Regions from separate parts of the Mus musculus genome. Here regions 1, 2 and 3 are each linked to region 4. The links are chromatin contacts, called in public HiChIP or PLAC-seq and promoter capture Hi-C maps. All regions are on one chromosome and are shown on one strand. Each heading gives the region's core, a stretch centred on a gene start, on an enhancer-like site or on the middle of the called end of the contact. The rest is flanking DNA. Distances are from core to core; before and after follow the strand shown. Region 1 overlaps Epb41l2 (erythrocyte membrane protein band 4.1 like 2). Region 2 overlaps Epb41l2 (erythrocyte membrane protein band 4.1 like 2). Region 3 overlaps Epb41l2 (erythrocyte membrane protein band 4.1 like 2). Region 4 has its middle 28 kb from the start of Epb41l2.

Region 1 (4,425 bases), core at 490-2,989, 68 kb before region 4:
ACATACAAGTAACATTATACAGACGGAGCCAGTTATATTTAGGAATATGCAGTTAAATACAAATACACATACATATACATATTTAACAACAATTTTAAAAGGTCATAAATATGAAAGAGAGCAAGGAGGGGTATATAGGAGGATTTGGAATGAGAAAAGGGAAGGGAGAAAATATGTACTCATATAATCTCAAAAGTAAAATATAAAATTCACAATCACCTATACACTGCTCCTTTCATCTTAAATGTAACAAAAATCATAAATGTTATACTGCAACACCACGAGGTGACAATAAAACACACAAAAACATCCATTTCTACTAACATATGATAGAGTTATCAGGTGAAGGCAGGAAACAGAACCCTCAAAGGGTCAACTTCTGTTATTTAGCTTGGAGCGGGGGAGCAGATGGATAGACAGCCTCTTCCTCCACGTCCACAGTAACTGGACCATCTTGCTATTAGAAAGCTTCATGAGTCAGAGTCTCTAAAGAACCTGGTACACAGCCTGTGGCCTCTGCTTGCTTGAACTGGACTGTTCAACCTCCCCAGTTTTAACATCCTGCTATGAGGACCAGCACTGCTCTGACAGGATGTAGCCTCTCTGCTCTGTCTACCAATGGATCTGCCTTCCAGTGGGACTGAAAACCACTGTGCTAGATGAGGAGCAAAACCTGCTTAACACAAATACAATTATTAAAATCAACATTGCTGAGTATCACAAAACATTAAGAGAGAGGTTTTGCCCTAATCTGCTTCTTCCGTGCATTAGTGAAAAGCTTAGGTGCCCGCAACAAAAGCCAAAAGTCAGGCAGGGAGCACAGCAGCATCTGGAGCCCTCCTCCTCACCAGGGAAGCTTACTGTATGACTGGATGCTTATGTGTGGCAAAAGCTAACTTAAGTCAGAGTTCGGCGAGACACGAACCCAACCAATACTACCTTCACTCCACATGTCCAAGCACATTCCACAAGAATAATCCCTCAAGACTTTTATTCTAAAGGCTAAGGATCTGGAATAGTAACTTCCTAAAAAAGTTAGAACCATGCAGATGGGCTCCACATCCCAGCTCCGAGAGCTGTTCGGTACAAGACACCCTACCCTCTCTAACCTGCTTCTCTTGTCAGGAGCCATTCAGGTGACATCGCCCGTGTACGGATATCAGCATCGTGCTTGATACTGTCAGCACAGGCAGGTGGCAAGTTCCAGTAGTTACAGAACTGTCTACGTGTGAATCTAATACCAAATGAAATGCAACATGTGAGCTTGTGGAAGGGGGGGCTTTCTAGTTAGCTTCCCGGGAAGACACCCCCTCTGCCTGTAAAATGCATGTTTACCTTCATATAAGGTAAAGGGAAAATGGGTTATCTCGATCAATATCAGAGTATAAGCAAAGCAGAAATATTACTTCTAACAGTGCACCGCTGTCCAACTTCTGCTAAAGCAACTATCTCTCCAGATTTCTGTCCAAAACCAACCAAGGCATCATTTCTAGTAATTGAGACTTAAAATTCACTTTTATAAACTAAATTGTCACAAAGGTTTAGTGACCATGGGACGGACTCTCTCTCACCCACAGCCTGTCTGTAGTGACCACGGAAAGGACTCTCTCTCTCACCCATAGCCCGTCTGCAGCGTCTCCCCTGCCTCACACTATTTTCTAACCACGAGCTACTACAAATTGTTCAGACCTTTTGGCAGCAGCTCAGGAAACTGCCCTTTTCACCCGTTCCCTCACAAAAACTGCAGTCTCCCTCCATACAAACCCTTCTCCCGAGGGTACTATGCTGTGTAAAGGCAAATGTACGCAACTCTCCATTGAGCAATAGGCCCCAAATATTTTGCATTTTTGTGAAGAAAACTGAAAGCAAGTCACCAAAGACATATGGACAAAGCTTTACTGAATCAGCTCACAAAGGTGAGCATCTGAAGTGGATGGGGCATTTGGAATCGCAGCTGTTTGTATTTTATACAAATCACCAAGGTATGACAGGCAGTGTGCGAAGCCACTTCCTGCACTTAATTACCCTTAGGTTCCCCACTGTTCCCAACCTGTCATATTTTATATTATTTGAATAAGTGGAGTAAGGGGTTTGCTTGTCTTAAGTCAAGCAACTCACTCACTTTAATTGTGATTTTAATCTCAGTTTTGCTACAATCTGACACATCAAGTAAAGGCATTTGGGCAAGTCACAGAATGGAACTGACAGTCCCTGTCAGCTCTTTATCCAAGGATACAAACAACTTGGAGATTTCTCCAGTTATTTAAGAAGAGGTGAAAGCAGGTGTTAAATTACCCAAAAACTATAAAATATTTAATTTCTAAAAATAAAGCCAACATTGCCTCCTTAATATAAAATTAAAGACAAACTTTTGAAAACCAGCAATTCCTTTGTTCCTCATTTGGCTTAAAATTTCACACACTGATCATTTATTAAAAATAAAAAGAAGCCAAAGTAATAAAAAGGTGGTAAAAAAATAAAGCTCAATAGTGCCTTGTACTGGGGGGGGGGGGGGGGGACCGAGAGCCAAAATCCTAGCTGTGAACAAAATTCATGATTCTTAAAGAAAGACAAGTATCTGGCAGTGTCTTTCAAGCGACATTTTCTGTGTCCAAAGATGACTTAAAACTGAAAACAAGTTCCAATAATAACACAATGTACACACGTACACACACACACACACACACACACACATGAACTAGCTCTGTCCCTCTTAGTAGTAACTGATTTGACTCTGCGAGACCCACTGTACCTTTTACGACTGACTCTGGCCTCACTACGTAGTCAATGATGACCTTAACACCTGATCCTCCTGCCTCCACCTTCCAAGCACTGGGCTCCAAGACTAGCTTTCCACACCCAGTTTTAAGAAGTACTGGAGACAGCAGCCACAGTTTCAAGGATAGGAGGCAAGCATTCTACCAACTGAGCTACATCCCTTGTCCAAGACATGATATCAAAAGACTACTGTCAGTCAGAGTTTGAATGGGGACTGAATAGAAATTAGGCTGACATTCAAAACTCCTGTGCAGAACTTTCAATCATTTAAAACACACACACACACAGCAATACAGATGATATAAGAAAAAGATCTAGAAGCAGACCAAGGCACTCCAACTAGAAACTCCAAGGAAAATAGACAGCAAGCAAGTGAAAAAGGCTTAAAGGCTTACCTGGTATTTTAAATACTTTTTCTAAGTTTAAAGATAAAGTTCACAGTGGAGCAAAGGCTAGTAATCAACACGTTTGAATCCACTACTTGCTTTCACTGTTATTAATACTAATGATGGTAATGGACTATCATCTCCATGAACAATGCAGTCCAGGTAACTTTACTGTCAGTAGCTTATCGGGGTCTTCAAAGGACATCTATGTCCTTGTTATCTACAAGAAAGCTTATGTGGAAAGGACGAGTCTCCCTGCACTGGAGTTGCTCAGCCTGCTCTAAACAGGAGCCGGTCGACACCAACATAATTAAAGATAATCACTAAAGAAGCTCAGCATGCCTTTCTCCGCTGGCTGCCCATGTTCTCACACATCTACTTCCAAGGAGGGGACCAGCTGAAGAGCGACTGCCGAGGTCACACAGAGGTCTGGCACACAAAAACAAAGCTCCAAGTTCAATTGTCAAATGCATGGGTTTTCTGGCCCATGTTAGAAACTTCAGCCTGGGAAACCGGTACCTCAGATGTGAGCTAACTGGACAACTGGGGACTGTTTTTCAATCTTTCCCATTAACGGTGTTTTCTGAACAGTAGACTGAGTCACTAGTTGGTAAGTAAGATCCAGCCTACTTGTGCCTACATGCAGCTCCCACGGACTCTGGCATTAGCATGTGCACAGCTCACAGTGACAAGCAGGACAGAGGCTGGGCTCAGTTCAAGGTGCTGTGTGCCTATCTGTGTGCCGTGCTTATTAAGAACCTCTGTCTAGGTTACTTTTTAACAGCAGTAGTGCCGAGTGCCTGTCATGTACCTAGAAAGAAAGCTAGGAACAATTTGGCTTCAGTAGAGACAGTGCTGTCTTGAAGGTAGGTTCCAGCTATGTATGAATCATCTACAGTTGAGTGCTGGAAAGGCTGAAAGGGGCAGCAGAACCATCTGCAGTAGCTTGTGCTACAGAGCTCCCGGTAAAGAAAACTGCAGTTCCCAGGCTGCTCTCTGTAGCTGCTACAAAATAACGTGAGCTTTTCCTTCTTCACTCACTCATCCTTCCTACTATAGTTCCTTCAGAAAGTCCTTGCAATTCTATAGTCGTCCATGCAATTATACAGTTGTGTTTCTAAGTGACCCCAAGGCTGACGGCTGACACGCCTGAAGCCTGTCTCAGCAAATGTGTAACTTCTGAGCATTTGATTTTTTTTCCAGTGTTATCCATTAGCAATTAATTCAGGGCATAGCTATTAATTCAGGTAGGGCACATTCC
Region 2 (4,470 bases), core at 539-3,038, 94 kb before region 4:
TCATTGCTTTTGCCTATGAGATCTTGATTTTGGTTCTGAGGCTACCGACCTCTAAGGAAAGTGGCTCCTGGCAGCATGAGAGGAGGGCTGGAATAACCCTCCTCTCATTAACCGTAAGCACGATAAGGGAAGCGCAGACAATTCAACAGTAAGTAAGTGACTGATGAGGGGAGAAGGCTCCCAAAGTGACCTTGAAGGATAGGGGGAGCTTCCTGGCAGATGATAAGAAGGCATAAGTACATTCCAGACTGTGGGAACAGTGGGGAAGGGCCTGCGACCATTAAAGATAAATGTGCTGCAGAGAACGGGGAGTGCCTCATCTGCCTGGAACAAAGGGTGGGGAGTAGAGGTGGAAAAACGGAAGTCACAGCCAAACAATGCCTGGTCAGTACTGAACTCAGAAGTTCTCACTGGAGCCTCTAGGCGATGGAAACTAATATTAACTTTGTGTCTCTGGATGACTGCTCTGGCAGTCTGAGAACAAGTGATACAATGAAAGGAAGCTGATAACACGATTGCCCCAACGATTCCGGAGGATTCCTGATGGGGCAACTGAAGTACAAAGAGGTGGGGTGCGGAACTGTTTAGTGAGCAAACAGACATGACTGATAGGAAGCTAGGTGGTGGAGGAAAGGAGAACAGAATTCCTTAAAGTCAAAAGACAAAGAGGAATACAACTGGCCTAAAGAACCTTCCAAAGAGACCAGGAATAAGAACAAAGGAATCAAAGCTACTTGGATGGTACTTGACTGAGGTGTCTATACAACACTAGACTGAAGAATGAAAGGCTGGGTAGTGACAGAATGACAGAGGCTCGAACTGCTAGGTCAGGTAGTGTCAGAGGGGATAGAGCCCTGGGGCAAAGGGAGTAAGGAAGACATTCCCAATGAATTTTCAAGGAACTTCAAGAAACAGTGTGAGATGACAAGAAGGGAGCCAGCCGTTGAATGTGAATGCCGGGAGGCATCCAGACACACACAGGAAGGCAGCTGTAGGGACTCACAAAGATTAAGGGGTGCTAAGAGAGTGTGGTGCAGGAGGGAGAGGCAAGCAGGCCACAGAAGCTCTGCCTGGCTGGCACTGGGAAGGCAGGAAGCAGTAACTACCACACCTCACAGAGGGCAGGATGACACATGCTCCACGTATGTAACCTAAGGCACCAATATCTTAGAAGAGAGGGGAAATCGCTTCTAATGAGGGGCACCACACACACACACACACACACACACAATCCATGTAAACAAACAGGAAGCACACAAGAACCCTTGGGCTAAACAATTTCAAAGAGAAGCGATTGTTCCCTTCTGCTTTTTAACTTCTCGGTGTTTGGAATTTCCTGTATAATCTTTCATCTTCTGATATATAAACTTGATCTGTAAAGCAGAACTTAGTAAACTACCACGAGGAACACAACCCAATGAGTGTCAGTGTACCTATAGGATGTATGAAGGCAGAGAACTGAAAAACTCACCACTAAAGCGGAAGAGCTTAAGGAAGGGTGGTCAGTTCTCATCAGAGTGTTTACCAAGGGCCCAACTACATTTATTTTACAAGATAGAAAAACTACAACTGTGATTCCTACTCTGAAACTGTGAGGCCTGAGTCTAATAAAAGCTCAGTTCAGAGAATAACCAGTGAAGACCACCAGCACCAACAGGACCCCTAAGAGCATGTGAGGTTATGAGACAGTGCTCCTTTTATAGAGTTGAACCCTGTCCAGGGTGGGCTTTAAGATGTTCTGACGGTGCACACAAACACTATCTGGAGGGGAACCAAAACAGCACAGCTGCAAGCCATCTTCCCCTGCTGTTGGAAGCCACTTGATCACAGCCCCTCCCTTTCAGAGAGAGTCTATAAAAGCCAGAAGCAGGACTAGTTTCCCCTACAAACTGCTTAGTGGAACTGCACTCTCCTGATCCAAACTTTAAAACTAATATACATAATAGTTGCTTTAATTTAGAATGGAAAACATAAAAACTTGAGAAAAATCCCCATTTGAACCAAAACTTAAGTAGATAAACATACATCTGCAAGTTACAGCCTGCCACCATCATCTCAAACAGGAAATTTGGATCTACAGTGGCAGAAATTTCTTTTTCAAACTTCTGAGTAGTAGTAGTAGTAAAAAAAAAAAAAAAAAAAAAAATTAAATAATTTGTATTCATATTAAGAATATTTATTTGAACTTCATATTTATGGCATGTGGCTATTTCATGACAGCTAAAACTAAGAAAAAGCTATCTTAAAACCACTGAAGTAATACCAAGGCATACTCTGGCAGCTCAATGGGCACCTCCTGACACTGTCACTCCCAAGGCAACAACAGACTCTCCTATTCAAATACATCATCTGCAGACCAGAGAAAAATCAACACCTACTTCTCAACAACCAAAAAAAAATAAATAAAAATGAAAACACAAAGAAATAGGCCTCCCCAAATTTCACTACACAACTTTCTTTTTTTTTTTTTTTTTTTTTTACATTTATGTAATTCTTTTTTTTTTTTTTTATATTTATTTTTTATTCGATATTTTCTTTTTTTTTTCCATTTTTTATTAGGTATTTAGCTCATTTACATTTCCAATGCTATACCAAAAGTCCCCCTTACCCACCCACCCCCACTCCCCTACCCACCCACTCCCCCCCTTTGGCCCTGGCGTTCCCCTGTACCGGGGCACACAAAGTCTGCGTGTCCAATGGGCCTCTCTTTCCAGTGATGGCCGACTAGGCCATCTTTTGATACATATGCAGCTAGAGTCAAGAGCTCAGGGGTACTGGTTAGTTCATAATGTTGTTCCACCTATAGGGTTGAAGATCCCTTTAGCTCCTTGGGTACTTTCTCTAGCTCCTCCATTGGGAGCCCTGTGATCCATCCATTAGCTGACTGTGAGCATCCACTTCTGTGTTTGCTAGGCCCCGGCATAGTCTCACAAGAGACAGCTACATCTGGGTCCTTTCGATAAAATCTTGCTAGTATATGCAATGGTGTCAGCGTTTGGATGCTGATTATGGGGTGGATCCCTGGATATGGCAGTCTCTACATGGTCCATCCTTTCATCTCAGCTCCAAACTTTGTTTCTGTAACTCCTTCCATGGGTGTTTTGTTCCCACTTCTAAGGAGGGGCATAGTGTCCACACTTCAGTCTTCATTTTTCTTGAGTTTCATGTGTTTAGGAAATTGTATCTTATATCGTGGGTATCCTAGGTTTTGGGCTAGTATCCACTTATCAGTGAGTACATATTGTGTGAGTTCCTTTGTGATTGTGTTACCTCACTCAGGATGATGCTCTCCAGGTCCATCCATTTGGCTAGGAATTTCATAAATTCATTCTTTTTAATAGCTGAGTAGTACTCCATTGTGTAGATGTACCACATTTTCTGTATCCATTCCTCTGTTGAGGGGCATCTGGGTTCTTTCCAGTTTCTGGCTATTATAAATAAGGCTGCTATGAACATAGTGGAGCATGTGTCCTTCTTACCAGTTGGGGCTTCTTCTGGATATATGCCCAGGAGAGGTATTGCTGGATCCTCCGGTAGTACTATGTCCAATTTTCTGAGGAACCGCCAGACTGATTTCCAGAGTGGTTGTACAAGCCTGCAATCCCACCAACAATGGAGGAGTGTTCCTCTTTCTCCACATCCTCGCCAGCATCTGCTGTCACCTGAATTTTTGATCTTAGCCATTCTCACTGGTGTGAGGTGGAATCTCAGGGTTGTTTTGATTTGCATTTCCCTGATGATTAAGGATGTTGAACATTTTTTCAGGTGCTTCTCTGCCATTCGGTATTCCTCAGGTGAGAATTCTTTGTTCAGTTCTGAGCCCCATTTTTTAAGGGGGTTATTTGATTTTCTGAGGTCCACCTTCTTGAGTTCTTTATATATGTTGGATATTAGTCCCCTATCTGATTTAGGATAGGTAAAGATCCTTTCCCAGTCTGTTGGTGGTCTTTTTGTCTTATAGACAGTGTCTTTTGCCTTGCAGAAACTTTGGAGTTTCATTAGGTCCCATTTGTCAATTCTCGATCTTACAGCACAAGCCATTGCTGTTCTGTTCAGGAATTTTTCCCCTGTGCCCATATCTTCAAGGCTTTTCCCCACTTTCTCCTCTATAAGTTTCAGTGTCTCTGGTTTTATGTGAAGTTCCTTGATCCACTTAGATTTGACCTTAGTACAAGGAGATAAGTATGGATCGATTCGCATTCTTCTACATGATAACAACCAGTTGTGCCAGCACCAATTGTTGAAAATGCTGTCTTTCTTCCACTGGATGGTTTTGGCTCCCTTGTCGAAGATCAAGTGACCATAGGTGTGTGGGTTCATTTCTGGGTCTTCAATTCTATTCCATTGGTCCACTTGTCTGTCTCTATACCAGTACCATGCAGTTTTTATCACAATTGCTCTGTAGTAAAGCTTTAGGTCAGGCATGGTGATTCCACCAGAGGTTCTTTTATCCTTGAGAAGAGTTTTTGC
Region 3 (4,200 bases), core at 519-3,018, 120 kb before region 4:
ATTATTAAAGAAAAGACTTTGGAATAAGGCATTGCTGATTCACCTTTTCAAGCCCAACCCAGTCAGATTCACTACTTCAAGAAAAGCCAAGAAGTCTCATAGATCCCTGCAGTCTGCCAACTCCTGAGGGGTCTCTTATGTAGAATGCTCTTACTCCTGGGCCTGAACAACCTTCTGCAGAACTATAATGAATTATTTTCACTCACTAAGGCCTGGAAGAATTTCTACAAGTCAGTGCAGTGAGGATCAGAGAAAGATGAAATGAGTAACACAAATGCTATCAAGCTATCTTAGGAAAAAAGGATAAGAAGCGTACAAAGCAGCAGGACGTGGTGGTGCACACCTTTAATCCCATCACTCTAGTAAAAGAAGTAGGATCTCTTGCAGTCAAGGCTAGCCTAGTCCACAGAGCCAGAGCAGGTTCCAAGACACCCAGAGCTACAGAGAAAAGCCCTGTTTCTGTACAAGAAAGTAAATGGGAATAATTACTCTTCAGGAGAAGTAACTTAGACAAAGTCTTACACGAATGCTCTGCAGGGAGAAAGTAAAGTTGTAGGTAAAGAAGCAATGAAAGTATTAAAGAAAATCCAACAAGAACTTAGCAGCTGCTCAACAACAAAGACTCCTTCACATGTCATTGTGTGATAACTGAACACACTAACAGCATGTGAGCTGGATATGAATCAGATGCTAGAGACCAGAGAAGAATCGTGTAGCTGAGGAACACAAGGAGAGATCATGTGACCAGAAACTTTACAACTCAGGATGTTGAGGATAAGGTCATTTTGTATGAACAGGGGAGGGAAGATAGCCTGGGGTCACACCTAACAGTCCCTAGTGACCAGCTATTTGTGGCTTAAATAAGAGTCCGTCCAGCTGCCACAAATGTAGGTTCTTTGAATTTTTCAAGTGAAACCAAAAGGTTCTACGACTTCCATGGCATGACACCCTTTGCCACTTTTTTTTTTTAAGTCCTTCAACACAATTACAACCTTAAACCTTTTTAATAACCTAAGGAATAAACTGAGAGCTGGTCAGAGACACTATGTTTGGATCTAGTCACTGTAATTTTAAATTTGCACATAAGTTATTCCCAGTTCCAAATACACGCACACATGTACACACATACCCATCTCTGTGGGATTTTAGAGTATTACAACTTCTAGATCCACTAAGATCTAGAAGTATGATCTAGAGTATGCAGATAACTTAAGGGTCACAACTGTAGCTTGAAAACAAGCCTGGTTGACAAAAGTAGACACAAAGACATAGCACACCCAAAGGCAAGGATAAGAAACTGGATTCTGGGTGTCAGAATTAGTCCAGAGAAGCACTGCAGACCTCGCTGCACTCCGTTCTCTGCTGACAGCCTGTTTTCTGACTGCCTTATTCATTAATCAGGACAAATGGTTGTGACATTTCTGTGTGGGCTAAAACAATGCCTTCAATTCACAGACAAAACTAACACGAGGGAAAACGCACACATGCCAGAGGAAAATGTGAGCTTTTACTCAGGGCGCACACACAATCACACTTCTCAAGCCTCCCCAGTCCAGACTTATTCCAACTTTCAAAACTGCACACAGATTTACAAGCCCGAGAAAGTCCAGCTCAATCCTAGAAAGACAGGAAGCCAATGTTTTCATTCTTGCTGAATCTGAGGCCAGAAGAAAAGGCAGGAAGTCACTTGCCCAAGACCTAGGGAGAGTCAATAGGAAGTAAACATAAGCATCCTGCTGCCCCACGGCTTCACATCAACCTCACTGGATCGCTCCTTACAGGAAGAGCCCTGCTGCTTTAGCACACCGAGTGGGTAAGTGACTTCTGCTGCAGCGACATAGAGACTCCCACAGTCGAGTGTCTGCAGCCAGCATGCAGAATCCAAAGACCCTAAAATTCTGCACAACTCAAGCTCTGGTACCAAATTAGGTTGCCATGTATCACTTAAATAACAGAATGGGATGAAAGTTGATATGGCCTTCATTTAAAAATATAATACTCCTCATTGCCTAGGTGGTACACACCTTTAATCTCGGCACTCAGGAGGCAGAGGCAGGGAGATCTCTGTAAGCTGGACTACATGGACAGTTCTAGGCTATTCAGGGCTAGATATATTTTGAAATTTTTTTTCTCGAAAGTAGTAGTAAAAATAATAATCCTCAAAAGTATTAAAATTGTGTGCAATTCAATTTATCAAACGATATTCTAGAATAATATATAAACAGCAATTTTCATGGACAATAATGAAAAGGTACTTAACAATCTGAAACAAATGCATAAAGATATAGTAGGCTTTGGATAAAAGGAAAAGCATTAAGTCACAGTGAACTATCACTTCCTAAGCCTGAGCGCACACAACTGAGTGCACACTGTCAAACCATTTCCATGGGGTCCTCTGAGCTTAAACAATCCATGTCTAATGTACTGTGTCCAATCACTGCTTGTCACTTCCACCTTCTGGGACTCTGGCAAATGTGTGTGACATTCTTTAACGTGTTAATTTTAACCTGCAGCTCCTTTCTCAAAAGAACTTCAACTTCGAAGGTGACAGAAGTGTTTGAAACCAGTTTATTTGGCAGCTGTCTTTATCCTGGGGCTCTAGAGCAAAATAAACAGGTTTCAGGGGGTCCCTGAGAGAAAAAAAATTTTGAAACAGGAACTCCACCCCCCCTCAAAAAAAAAAAAAAAAAAAAAAAACCCAAACCAGTAAGGCAAGTCCCATGAATTCTACTGTCGCAGATCCTGGAGGAGGCTGAGGGGAGAGCACTCTCAGTTCAGGTGTTCGAGGCCATCCTTAGTAACTTAGTTACACCCATGTCAAATATGTTCTTGTCAATATCCATTCCTCCTCTACACGCATACATGGGTATACAGAAATGAACATATTACATAGATTTACAAAGCAGTAAAAATAATATGTATATGAGTACCTTACACATATCCTGAATGTTAATTCTATCTGTCGAGTGATGACGATTAGATAGGACAAGCCAATCTTACAGAGTTATGTTTCCTAGCATTAAAGACATTCAATATTACATCAGATAGTCAAAGACGGACCCTTCACTGACAAAACCCTGATAGGTAGGTAATACAAACAGCAGTTTGCCACACTGACAAGTCACATAAAGCCCGTCGCCTACGTGGACCACGCATGCGTATGCTAACAGTGCAGTGGACCACGCATGCGTATGCTAACAGTGCAGTGAACTGTTAACACCCCACCCCTCAGCTACTGCAACAACACAGCCAACACTTTCCAAATCTTAACTGGCAGCTTGGCCTTTTCAGTCCCACTATTCCTGGCCCCTTTGCTCTAGGGGTCAGTTTTAATCTTATACTGGCATTTGACGTCTTCCAAATCCTGTCTATTCAATAAAGACCCTGTGAATGGACATTCTATATAGACTTCCTACAGTGGTCAATTTTCTTTTATTTGTTTTTCAAGATGGAGTTTCTCTGTATAGCCCTGGCTATGCTGAAACTCACTCTGTAGAGCAGGTCTGCCTCTGCCTCTGCCTCCCAGAGTGCTGGGATAAAGGTGTGCAGCACCGCTCCTGGCTGGTGCCAGTTATCTAATGGTTTCCTCTATCAATGTGGGTGAGAAATGACTAGGCCCTCCTTACTGACATGTCGTATAGAACCTAAGACCAACTGAAAATCAGACACAGCACATACAGAAATAGAGAGCCTCAACAGGCACGGCACATACAGAAATGGAAAACAACGAGAAATACAACACTTACTGGCAGTTCTCCCAAGCCACCAAAAACCCCTATGTGCCTTACACTGTATGTGCCTTTCTTGACTGCTCAGAAATGCATTAATAGCCAGTTTCCAACATATACTTCCTCAACTAGAACTCAGACACTAATTTCCGGTGTAGATCTGCTGGAGCCCAGACAGCAGCATGAGCACATCAGCCAGGAGTTTAGGCCAGCACGGGACAGGAAGCATGAGGGTACCCAACCATGGCTCACAACCTCGGCACTCCACTCCTGAGGAGCACATGCAGCAGGGCTGAGAAGACAGAGATCCAAACTAATGTTACCAAGCAACCACAGTGAGAAGAAAATTTAGATGAAAGAAACATTCATTACAACGGGAGACACAGCACATGACTTCTGCACTACGCCAACACCTACTAGGAGGAGGGTACCAGATTTTATTTTGCTTTGTGCCTGAAAAGAATAAGACATT
Region 4 (4,187 bases), core at 1,284-3,783:
ACTAAGCGTATACTCAACACATACACACATTCACCACACACACTTAACACACACACTCAACACATACTCACCATACATATACTCACTGAACATACACATATATATACCAAACACACACATTCACACACTCATCACACATACACACACCGAATAAATGAATAACACACACAAAGGCATGGAATGCACACAACTGGTATAAATATAACATGGAAATTATAAGAGAGAGAGAAAAAGAGAGAGGAGAGAGAGAGAGAGAGAGAGAGAGAGAAAGAGAGAGAGAGAGAGAGAGAGAGAGAGAGAGATTAGACATATCCTTTTTCCAACAGAGAACTTTTTCCTCCCCTGGACAGATGTTATTTATTTTGACGTTATCTGAAGTCCACATAAATTGTTTAACTCAGCAGCAGTGGCCTGTGAGTTGAGAGCTAGGTGACCACACTTGACCTTCTTACTGGAGAAGACCTCCTTTGATGTCATTCAGTGTTTCCAGCCTCCCACAGTCACCAATCAGTGAGTAAACATTAAGATGAGGACATATGAACATGGGAAGTGAGTTTGCCATTATTTCTTTCTCATTTCCTTTATAGCCTTATACAAACATCTATCATCCCATATTTACTATGAGACTATAAACACAAAAACTACTTTGAAGTTATGACTTCAAAAGTTTTGGACGTTTCGAAGTCTAATGTGGAGGGAAGACTTACTCTAACATAAGTCCTATTTAATCAGCAAAGAACTCCAATAATTTTCAAACTTTCAAAACAAAATTATCTTCACATCTGGAAGCTATTACAGAACTCAGGGAACCATGCCATGGTTATACTCAGGAAGATATTCACATTATAAATTTTACTATAAATTTATACTTTACAAATTTCATATAAAAACAGATCTGTGGAAAGTAAAACTAAATCTGCCATTGCTGCTTGACTCTTGTTTCTCTCACTAATTAGTCATATCGTCATCAAAATATAACGTTACTGGGGGTGAACCATGACTTAGCACTCATCTGAAAGGGTAAAGGGGACGCTTGCTTTTATGAAATAGTGTATGTATATAGTTACTGATTTGTATGCTCATATAAGATACCACATAAGTACACCTTGATTTGCACTAAATATATTAAAATATGATTGACAGGGAGACTGGAGAGATGGCTCAGCAGTCTTTTCCAGAGTTCCTGATTTTAATTCCCAGCAAACACATGATGGCTCGCAACCATCTAAGATGGCATCTGATGCCCTCTTCTGGTGTGCATGAAGACAAAGCACTCATGTATCTAAATAATCAAATATTTATCAAAATCAAAACTAAAATATGATTGGCTTTCAAGTCAGCCTGAGCCTTCAGGTCTATGTTATAGGAAGAGAGTGAGTTTGCCATCTACCCAGAGCCATGGCATTCTCTGCATGGAACAGTGATAGCTTTACAGTGCAAGACGAGAAAGTGAGAGACAGGCTAAGTGTTGCTTATCTGAAATGCTTATAACCGACGAAGTTTTAAATTTTGAGGTATTTGCATGTATTAGATGTATCCATCCTATTGGCCTAATTTGTCCTAGGATAGCTGTGGATGCGTCCATACACATCTATAGATGATAAAATCACATGTAATGTCCAGAGGTTTGATCTTACGTATAACGATGAATTTCGGGGGTGAGATTTGGGTCCTAACATGTAAATAAAAGGTAATTAAAAATCATACATTTCTTGCTCTATTTTGTGTTCATGTTACTGTGTACATAGGAAGATCAGAGGACAACTTGTAGGAGCCTGTACACTTTTTCTAGCATGCATGCTCTGGGGTTTGAACTAGACCCTCAAACGTGGCAGCAAGCACCTTTACCAAATGGACCACCATCTTACCACCCCTGAAAGTAATTTTATCTAGTGTTGTGTGTGTGTGTGTGTGTGTGTCTACACAAGGCCACCTGTAGACTTTCCTACAGTTGCTGTTGTGTTGGTACAGAAAAAAAAAAAACCTTTGGGATTTCAGAGCTTTATTTTTTATTTACTTATTTATTTTTGACTCTAGTGATTAACCTAGGGCCTTTCACATGCTAGTCATGTGCTCTATATTAAGCTGCAACACTAGACTTCTTTTGTTTTATTTTGAACCAAGATCTCTTTAAGAAGCCCAGATAGGCATTGAGTTTGAGCTTCCTGCCTCAGCCATCTGCGTAGCTGGGATTATGAGTGAGGTTTTTTTTTTTTTCTTCTTCAGATTATAGAGGATAAAACTTAATAGAATGAAGTGACTAACAGTGTCCAGTTATTATGCCCAATGAGATCCCTTCCTCCCTCCCTCCCTTCCTACTGCCTCTTAACACTGGTGTCAATACGTTACCCAGGCCTTTCATGCTAAGGAGATGTCACATGAAAGTCTGTGATTAACTTCCTTACCATTGCTAATATTGTGAAACCCTAAGCAGCCTCACACATGCTCATTTCTGGGACAGGATACAGGAAGAAAGCTGTCAGTACATTGTATTCGCTTGTTGCTTAGAGACAGAGGAAGAGGACGCTTCTGTCTTGAGCCCTGATCTGAGTCATACAATGTATCACGTTTATAACATTCATTCACACTTATCCTTACTGCTCAGGGATACTGACTATAAAGCTCACATCCTTTTTGTTAGAAAACTCTGTCACTGGCTTATATAGTGTGCACAGTTGTGTTAATGGAAAAGTGCACGTCCAAAGAGTTTTTTTAAACTACTTGAGCTCAAAATGGATACGGTGCTGGTGGCTATTTAAAAACAAAAAGTGAAAGAGAAGAACTGAGGCATCTAAATAGCCCAGCAGCAGTGTTGCCAAGAAACTGCTCACTGATCCCCTGAACTGTGGAAAGAGAGCAACACAGCAGTGGAGACTCAAAGTGAGGCCTTAGGCCAGAACGGACAAAAACACAAGGGGAACTGCGAGAGCCTGTGCTCAGCTGTAATGGAAGCAGGCTCAGTCACATCTGTGACTAGTGTCTGGAAAGACTAGAACGTGGTAACTCATGAGTTAAACCCCCAGAATACAACAAGCCTCCCCAGATGTGGGCAGCTCCCTAAAAAAGCATTAGTCTGGATGTACAAACTAGGCCAGGAAGACCACTCCCTCCCTCGTGGTTATCGTCAGCTCCCAGTCCACTTGTTTTCTCTATAGAGCCGTTCCTGCAATCCAGAGGCAGAGCTGCCTGCCATTCCCATTTCAGTGCATGCACACCGGTTTAGTGATTGATAGAAAAAATATCACAGGAACAGTTCTCATTTTCTTTCTTTCTTTCGTATTTTACTATTATTCTTAAAGGTTTCATTCTTTACCTTTTACTGGCCTGGTACTCATGAGACAGCCCAGACTGGTCTTGATCTTGTGTCAATCCTCCTGCCTCAGCCTCCAGACTGCTGAAACTACATGAGAGTACCGCGCCTGACTGAAGGAACAGATTTTATTACTTGATGGATGTAGCTTTCTTTTTTACCTGGATGTAACTTTATAATAACTTCTGCTGTTTTGCATCTGGTCTTAAAAGCTTGTTATTAAGAAATGATAAATCGAGTTTAGATTTGGTTTGATAGCCAAACAAGTTATGTTTGAAAAATAAACCTTGGTTTCCCCTTCTATATATGCATGATGAGAATTCAAGCAAATGATCTAGCTTCTCTGAGCTTAGATTCCCTCATCTGAGCACATAGACATTACTACTAATAACTATCTTTGGACAAAGACTGACAAACGGAGACAGCTGTCATGTTGAGCATTACAGTCAAGCCAGGCCCCTCAACACCTCAGCCGTTAGCTCCCCAGGTACTGGCCTACTGACTGTCCTTGCCCAATATTTCAAGGTGTGTTTCCTTTCAGCACCTCAGCTGTGTTCTGATCATGGCCTAAACCACCATCATCTCTCCTCTGCGTCAGTGAAGTGCCCTCCTAAGTATTGCAACACTTGAAACCATCAAGACTGTAACCATGAGCATCCAAATGAAAGTCAAATCCTGTCAACGGGAGTTGGCCCACCTGTTCTTCCTGTCCCCGCACACTGATGCTCTTGAGGTTCCCCCACCCTCTGGATTCCACCCACTGCTCTTCCTTCTGGATCGCATGCACAATTAACTCAGAGGCATCTTTCCCACGCATAGAACCCTCTGCTGCCTGGAACGTCCTTTTCCCTCAAAAGAGTCTGATACTCTCTCTCCT

What was found. HiChIP or PLAC-seq counts read pairs in DNA pulled down with a chosen protein or histone mark. Capture Hi-C pulls out chosen DNA fragments and counts their contacts.
Region 1: a contact with region 4 is called in a promoter capture Hi-C map of adipose tissue. The contact joins two enhancer-like sites. A contact is called at or near these places in 1 of 15 datasets of contacts at CTCF or cohesin (the NIH/3T3 cell line), 2 of 484 Hi-C or Micro-C datasets (cerebral cortex and trophectoderm) and 3 of 9 other capture datasets (adipose tissue, liver and pancreatic islet).
Region 2: an H3K4me3 HiChIP or PLAC-seq map of bone marrow-derived macrophages shows a contact between it and region 4, with 5 times the contacts expected there. The contact joins two enhancer-like sites. A contact is called at or near these places in 1 of 15 datasets of contacts at CTCF or cohesin (the NIH/3T3 cell line), 1 of 484 Hi-C or Micro-C datasets (trophectoderm), 5 of 115 datasets of contacts at active chromatin or transcription factors (bone marrow-derived macrophages, embryonic stem cells, epiblast stem cells and 2 more) and 2 of 9 other capture datasets (adipose tissue and liver).
Region 3: an H3K4me3 HiChIP or PLAC-seq map of bone marrow-derived macrophages shows a contact between it and region 4, with 4 times the contacts expected there. The contact joins two enhancer-like sites. A contact is called at or near these places in 5 of 115 datasets of contacts at active chromatin or transcription factors (bone marrow-derived macrophages, embryonic stem cells, epiblast stem cells and 2 more) and 3 of 9 other capture datasets (adipose tissue, liver and pancreatic islet).

What each region holds. Positions count from the first base shown.
Region 1 is chr10:25,397,620-25,402,044 of GRCm38.p6, reverse strand. The region is part of intron 1 of Epb41l2 (erythrocyte membrane protein band 4.1 like 2); the gene reads right to left. Among named protein-coding and RNA genes, the nearest start is that of Epb41l2, 40 kb to the right of the region's middle. Within about 2 kb of position 1,739, at least 14 of the 459 cell types and tissues checked have an H3K27ac peak or open chromatin away from gene starts, as enhancers often do. A contact at or near this core is called in the NIH/3T3 cell line and adipose tissue, where this site is marked.
Region 2 is chr10:25,423,564-25,428,033 of GRCm38.p6, reverse strand. The region is part of intron 1 of Epb41l2 (erythrocyte membrane protein band 4.1 like 2); the gene reads right to left. Among named protein-coding and RNA genes, the nearest start is that of Epb41l2, 66 kb to the right of the region's middle. Within about 2 kb of position 1,788, at least 128 of the 459 cell types and tissues checked have an H3K27ac peak or open chromatin away from gene starts, as enhancers often do. A contact at or near this core is called in adipose tissue, bone marrow-derived macrophages, microglia and 1 more, where this site is marked.
Region 3 is chr10:25,447,064-25,451,263 of GRCm38.p6, reverse strand. The region is part of intron 3 of Epb41l2 (erythrocyte membrane protein band 4.1 like 2); the gene reads right to left. Among named protein-coding and RNA genes, the nearest start is that of Smlr1, 87 kb to the left of the region's middle. Within about 2 kb of position 1,768, at least 64 of the 459 cell types and tissues checked have an H3K27ac peak or open chromatin away from gene starts, as enhancers often do. A contact at or near this core is called in adipose tissue, bone marrow-derived macrophages and microglia, where this site is marked.
Region 4 is chr10:25,330,182-25,334,368 of GRCm38.p6, reverse strand. No RefSeq gene overlaps it. Among named protein-coding and RNA genes, the nearest start is that of Epb41l2, 28 kb to the left of the region's middle. Within about 2 kb of position 2,533, at least 145 of the 459 cell types and tissues checked have an H3K27ac peak or open chromatin away from gene starts, as enhancers often do. A contact at or near this core is called in the NIH/3T3 cell line, adipose tissue, bone marrow-derived macrophages and 2 more, where this site is marked.